Regions from separate parts of the Gasterosteus aculeatus genome. Here region 2 is linked to region 1. A link is a contact called in public Hi-C data. All regions are on one chromosome and are shown on one strand. Each heading gives the region's core, a stretch centred on a gene start, on an enhancer-like site or on the middle of the called end of the contact. The rest is flanking DNA. Distances are from core to core; before and after follow the strand shown. Region 1 holds the start of fgfr2 (fibroblast growth factor receptor 2). Region 2 overlaps ate1 (arginyltransferase 1).

Region 1 (3,203 bases), core at 268-2,767:
CTAATCGCTAATAGCTCGCCAATTTCTTTCCCTCCCACTCTGCTTCCTAAATCCAGACCGTGCCAGGCTGTTGGTGCAGAAGGGATTAAGGGAGAAAGAGGTGTAAAGAAAAGATGTTTAGATGAAGAGGGACAATGACAGGTTGACGGATACGACGGCACAGGGTATTGAGTCCATCCAGTTCTCAGTCAAAGGCCCATGAGACTCTGCTTGATGAGGTTTCTTTCAAACGTGGAACGCCCGAGCGGCAGAAAATAAATTGGGCGATTGTAAATAGACTCATGCAGTAGGAGGAAAGAGACACCCAGAGAGGGAGAAACAGTGGGGGGTGTTTTGTGCCACTCTTGAAAAATGAGTTAAACTCTCCTTCCTCACCTCTCTCTCTCTCTCTCTTTCTTTCTGGCAAACCCGTCGCCCCCCCCCCCCTTTTATCTGATGGCTTTACTGGTGGAGGTAGAGATGGGAGAGGAGAGAAAAGCAGACAGGGAACTCTCCATTCACAGGCCAAAGCCCTTATAGTGCCCCTTTTCAATATGAATGGAAGAGTTTTCCCTCCCTTGTTTAAAAAATAAAGGACGGCTTCAGCAGTGGAATTGAGATAGAAAAAAAAGAGTGTTAGTCTTCTATCCTGTGCTGCGTCTCTCTGAACCAATGCGGGGGGCAGCTTGACGCGATGGGGGACCAGGGACCAGCTACAGGGGGGCAGCCGGCGGCATCTCTCTGGGTAACGCTGGAAAGATCTGTTCATCTGAGAAGTTACGGCCTTCAGTTGTTCCTTATTCACTTTCTCCTTTCCACTTCTCCTTTCTTTCTCATCTTCCCTGTCATCACATACTGTGGTATGTAAAATGAACCTGCATAGGACCTATAAGTAAAGTACGCCGAAGGTAAGTAAAAGTACCTCAAAAATGTTTTGCTTAAGCACAGTAACTTTCACTCTTAAATTACTCTTTATTCAAATGTGTTGACTCCAAAGGCATATAGGTCTCAATATTTAAACTCCATTCCAGAGGAAATAATTGCGTTTATCGGAAAGGTAGTAATCTATTATGTTACGTCATAACATATGATGGTACATCACAATGTTTAAACTGCATATCCTAATTTTGTTCCATTATTCATGATTCCCTTTTTACTACATCGTTGGCCGTGTTTGCTCCATAATACATATATGTACATATAAACTCTGCCGTGTCTTAAAGTTTATTTAGCTGATATTACTTTCTTTAAATATGACAATTTTTGCTGGTACTTTGTGGTACTTCTTCCTTCCTTGCAACCTCCAACTATATTGAGATATAGAAAGCGGTCCAGGGGGTCAGGGACTCATGTCTGCGTGAACGGTCGGATGTCGCGCGCGCCTCGTCGCCCAGATGTCAGGCCTCGGCCACCGGGGGGCGCTGTTACAGCGGTCCCTCGGCCCCGGAGCGGAGCGGGGGCCCCTAACGTTTAAGCGGGTTAAGCGCAGGCAGTTTGATGGGCGGAGGAAGGCAGGGCCCAAAGGCACTGCGGCCAGGAAGCGGCTCGAATTACACTTGGGGGTGCGTGTGGGTGGGGGGGTGACGGGGGTGGGGGGGTGACACCCACTGGAGTGAAGGAGGAGTGCAGTGTGTGGAGACGTAAGGGAGGAGAAAAACCCCTAGTAAACCTGAGCGAAGCGTCTGAGGAGCAGTGCGAGGACCGTCGGCGGAAGGATAGAACGCGGCTCTTCACACCCGGGGGACGCACGCTGACGGGATTTAATGACATTTTGCCCCGGACGACTACCCCCTCCGACCCCCCCCCAATACATTTTGGTTCTGTAAACCTCGTCTCGCCGCCGCAGTAGCTGCGAACTTTCTGTCCAGTTAAGAAGTCCGCCGCTCGGGGAACACTGGGCATGTTTTTGCGCCCCAGACGCAACTTGGTGACGGCGAAGAAAGTTTTGGGTGGGGGTTGAGGTGGGTGGGTGAGGTGGTGCACAGCGGTGTGCTTTTTCCGAGCTGTTTTGAAGGATAACGAACGCGTGTGAACTGGGATTTCTTTGCATGGCGCTGGACTACGCTGCCGGTCGTGTGTGGAATATACCCTGTGATCGGAGTTGATGCCGGTTTGATTGTGGAATAGTAAACCGAGAGAAAGGCAGCGCCTCGCAGTCCCCTTTTCTCTCTCTCTCGCTTTTTTTTTTTTGGTGCATTGTGCAGTTGGAGACATTCCTCCCTTCAGATTCAGCTCATGCTCTCTCAACCATTACCCGTGCATGCCAAAACAGAGATCTCCACGATTCCTTCCTCCCTGGTAAGTCTTTTCTGTTTGCGCGTAAAGCTTCCTCGCGCTCTCGTCTGTCACTGTTTGGGCTGTCATGGCACGCGGGCTGCGTGGATTTACAACTGCGTTGCGTCGTCATCCTTGTCTTTCATTGCGGCTGTACGGCGCATTAAATAGGATTTCACTTATTATAGTCGAAATACAAAGTTTTGTCAATCGACAATGTTTTTGTTTGACCTTTTTTTAAAAGTTGTCCATAAAGTTTGTTTTACCCTTCTGACCCCATGAACAAAACACCCCAATGTACGTGTTATTTTCTACCATCCTTCATTTAAGTGGATGCAGATAAATCTTCCCGTGTTTCCTTGAGGAGGCAAGGGACGTACACAGCACCTTGCATCATCACTTTGGGGCCTATTAACAAGTGTCCTGGTTATTTATTACTTTGCTTTAATTTTCTACATTGCATTTATGGTGCCAATTATCCCGTGACCGCAGTTGTTTTTTTCACTGCTCGATGCCGGAGCCCTAAATCACCGAGCAGCTCCAAACGGGCCCCCATTGTGGATAAAGCCAACTCATTTGAATGTCAATAGGAATTCACTCAGTGCCAAGAAATGTCATTCGGCGGGCGGTTTAAATGAGGAGCTGTGGCCATGTATGGGGCAAAGTCCCCCATGTGTCCAGATGTCATCTTGTCAGGGGGCTAAAGGGGCTAAAATACGTCTATAAAAAAACAAGTTAAGGAGCACGTTGTCAACTCAATAAAACCTTTCTCTTCATTTGTTGACACTCTCCTCTCTCTGTACATTCAGTGCCGTACGTTTGGTTATATTGGAAACCTGCCGCATAAAAACGAACGGAGGTTTCTAGATGATTCTGGTCCCGACTCGTCCTGCTGACGTTTCCTGAGAGAGGTGAACTCAATGGTCGATCGCTGATTGCTTTACAATTAG
Region 2 (3,081 bases), core at 327-2,826, 49 kb before region 1:
AGCGTGTCAGTGAGCGTATGGTTGTCCTGCAGATAACGCAAAGACACATTTTGCCTGCTGGACGACTGCAACATGGCTTTGTGGGAAGAAATGAAAAGCAACATTCTCAGCCAATCAAAACAATTTTATTGTTTGGTGCAGGACTGCGTACACTGAACAGTCCCTGTCAATCATGCACACTGGACCTTTTAGTCTTTAGATTTTGGACTGTTTGGTGAAACAAGCAATCCTCAGATGATAACTTGGTGATCATTGTAATTATCGACAGGTTAATTGATCATGAAAGTGATCCCTGCTTGCGGCCCAATCTGGTAATGATCTCTTTGTTCATTTGTAGTCTTTGCGCCTGGATCAGCCTCAGTTTATCGCGCTGTCCATCACATTGAGAAGTGTTCATGCTACGGGAGAATGGCAGCATTCATCAGGTCTGATTTATACTTCAAAAACATTTTTCCGCACTCAATTCTTAGCTTGTGTAAGCAATGAATGTTAAACTCTATAAAAAGAGCGATCAAGTTCATGCAGTGAAAAATAGGTATTATGTATAATGAATGGCCATAACCAATTATAGATGCGTAAAGTCTGAAAATGATTGTATAATTCTCAGTAAATTGGACTGTAAAATACTTTTCTCCACTTTACATTTACATTTTTATTGCTGGACTTGCTCACTAACCTGAGAGGGGCTTTTGTCCCTCAGGGCTGGAAAAACAACCTCCTTCACCCTCCTGCCAGCAGGCCTCAGTAAATTACTTGAATTCTCCAGCTCGTAAAAGTAATGTAATTAATAAAAAATAAAAGCTGTCAGATTGGGCAGACTGTGGCAGATTCTTTCCTAGTGCCATAACACTAGCTCCATTAAAGCGTGTGTGTGTGTGTGTGTGTGTGTGTGTGTGTGTGCGCGCGCTTGGTTTCCAGCTTCAGTTTATAACTGTACTGGAATAGAACGGGTTCAACAACCACAGGAGTTACTTTAAAAAAAGAAAGGTGTAGGGCTTCATAAAGCAAAATTGTTGTTGTTATCGATGGACCTTCTAAGTTGTATCGTAGACGGAATGTAGTCTAGTGTCAAAGCACATGAAACGTGAAACTATGATTCGGTTAATTACTACCTCATTCTAATTCACCAAGGACGGCTTTATGCAGGAATGAAAATTCCATATGAAATATTGTCGTTAAACGGATTCCTGTGATGAAATGATGTATCGCGAGTTATTCCCTCCTTCCATCCTCCTGGGATCGGCCTTTTGTGGCGTCCCGCTTCTCAAAACGCGTTCTTCTCTGCCCACTGCAGTCGCCTGGTACGCGATCCTCCCTGCTCTTTATCGTATCCCCCTGTGAAGGCCACTCCTGAGCCCACGGGGGGAAAAGCAAACACGCCGGTTTTAGTTTCCTGCCGGTCGAGCTCCAGGTTAAATCGCCTGTTGTCTTCCCAGAAGCTTAGAGACCCCCCCCACCGCTCTCCACCCCCGGTAGTATCGGTTTAGGTATTTATTAATCCATTAAAGTATTTCCTAGGGACAGAGTGTGGAATGCTGTCAGCCTGGCTCAGAGCCATGCGATCGGAGAGATTGCGTGTGCGTGTGCACGGGGGCACAAGTTCAATTACCATGCCTAAATTGTACTGGCATTAGACAGTGCGACGTCCTACAGGGAACTGGCTTTTTTTTTCGTTTAAGGATGTATACATTTCCTGTCAAACAATGACTGTCCACAGTCAGGGTTTCTTGACAGAGTTGAAGCACAAACTATAAACGCAATTATTTAGAGACACACACACACACAGACACACACTCTTACTCACACTTAGTGGTCTTAACTGTTTTGCTGAGCCGTGACTCTGAGTTCCTGCACATGTGGCATTCATTTTGATGAAAACAAATCCTTTTAAATCTGTATTTACTCTTGATGGCCGGGACCTTAACCAAGACACAGAAAAAAAGGCATAGAAGTATATGGAAAAAGCTGCAAAATGGCAATAAAATGTGTCAGTAAAAATAGAAGAAATGAACAAGAGAAAAACATTTTGGCTTTTCTCAAAGCTGAATAACGAGATATTCAATGAATCTTTATAAGAAACATTCCTCTTATATCAGATTTCATAGTCCCCATTGCTGCCCTCTGAAACAAACAAATATCAAGTCAGCCAACATTTTCGAATGATTGTTTTTAACGCAATAGATTAAGGCACGTTGTCGCTAAAGTAAGCACAGACATTTGAGCACAATGACGAGATCTAAGTAGCAATTAGGTCTAAGCAGATGCACGTGTGTGTTGCCCTTCTAATCGTACACAGATGAGTCTTTACTATAGGAAAAGGAGAGTTCGTGAGGAAGTGATGGACTCTGTGTTGCAGAGGAGAACGTCCCAGACTGGCAGCGCCATGTGGTCTGCTGATTGTCTCGAGCTGCCCTCCTCCAGGAGAAAGTGGCCCCGCCCACCAGTGGAAAGTTGCTTCCCCTTAATACGGTTACCCATCAGCCCTCCTGATGAGCGCCTGCTAAAGCGGCGGGCTGTCAGAGCTTAACGTGTGTCTCACACAGTGACATAACACGGCATTTCACCAGAAAGGCCATCGGAGGTTCATATTTCCACACGTGCACAGCAGCCCGGCCTTTTCATGGCCTTTATAAATGATGTCATCAAATGACTGCAGCCGTTGTTCTGTTGGTAAACCATTTGTTTTTTGTGAGGCTTAGACAAAACTTTAATTTGTCCCCTGCAGCCATACTACTCATTGGGAGGCGTTGCTGTTGGTAATTTGTTAACTGGCAGAGTGCGGTGGTCCCAGTTAGGAGAGGAACATTGCCGACATGGTAAAGGGGGGAGACTGGAGATCATTATCAGCCCCACTGATGTGTAAAATGTGCCCCGAATGCTCCTATTTAAGTGTGTAAGCATAAGCAGTTCACCGTACGGCATCGAGTAGCAGCGCGTGAGGTTAAGAGGACTGTCCCTCCCCTCTGCTGCTCTGCGTGCTGCTACGGGGTCGAGTTGAGGGTGAGCCGGTGCGTTTTAAGTCCCGCGCACTGCAGGGTGCACGGTCCATGAGTCTTTTATCACGCCTGTTCCTCTCCGCAA

What was found. A called contact is a pair of places that touch in the nucleus more often than the background predicts.
Region 2: a contact with region 1 is called in a Hi-C map of skeletal muscle, with 3 times the contacts expected there. The contact joins the enhancer-like site here to the promoter of fgfr2 in region 1. A contact is called at or near these places in 2 of 6 Hi-C or Micro-C datasets (both in skeletal muscle).

The regions. Positions count from the first base shown.
Region 1 is chr6:4,432,079-4,435,281 of fGasAcu3.hap1.1, reverse strand. It overlaps fgfr2 (fibroblast growth factor receptor 2), which reads left to right and starts at 1,517. Exons shown (of 20, transcript XM_078104527.1): 1 at 1,517-2,277. LOC144409475 (a long non-coding RNA gene) reads left to right here. Exons shown (of 3, transcript XR_013467930.1): 3 at 1-398.
Region 2 is chr6:4,481,151-4,484,231 of fGasAcu3.hap1.1, reverse strand. The region is part of intron 7 of ate1 (arginyltransferase 1); the gene reads left to right. Among protein-coding and RNA genes, the nearest start is that of ate1, 12 kb to the left of the region's middle. Within about 2 kb of position 1,576, at least 1 of the 9 cell types and tissues checked has open chromatin away from gene starts, as enhancers often do.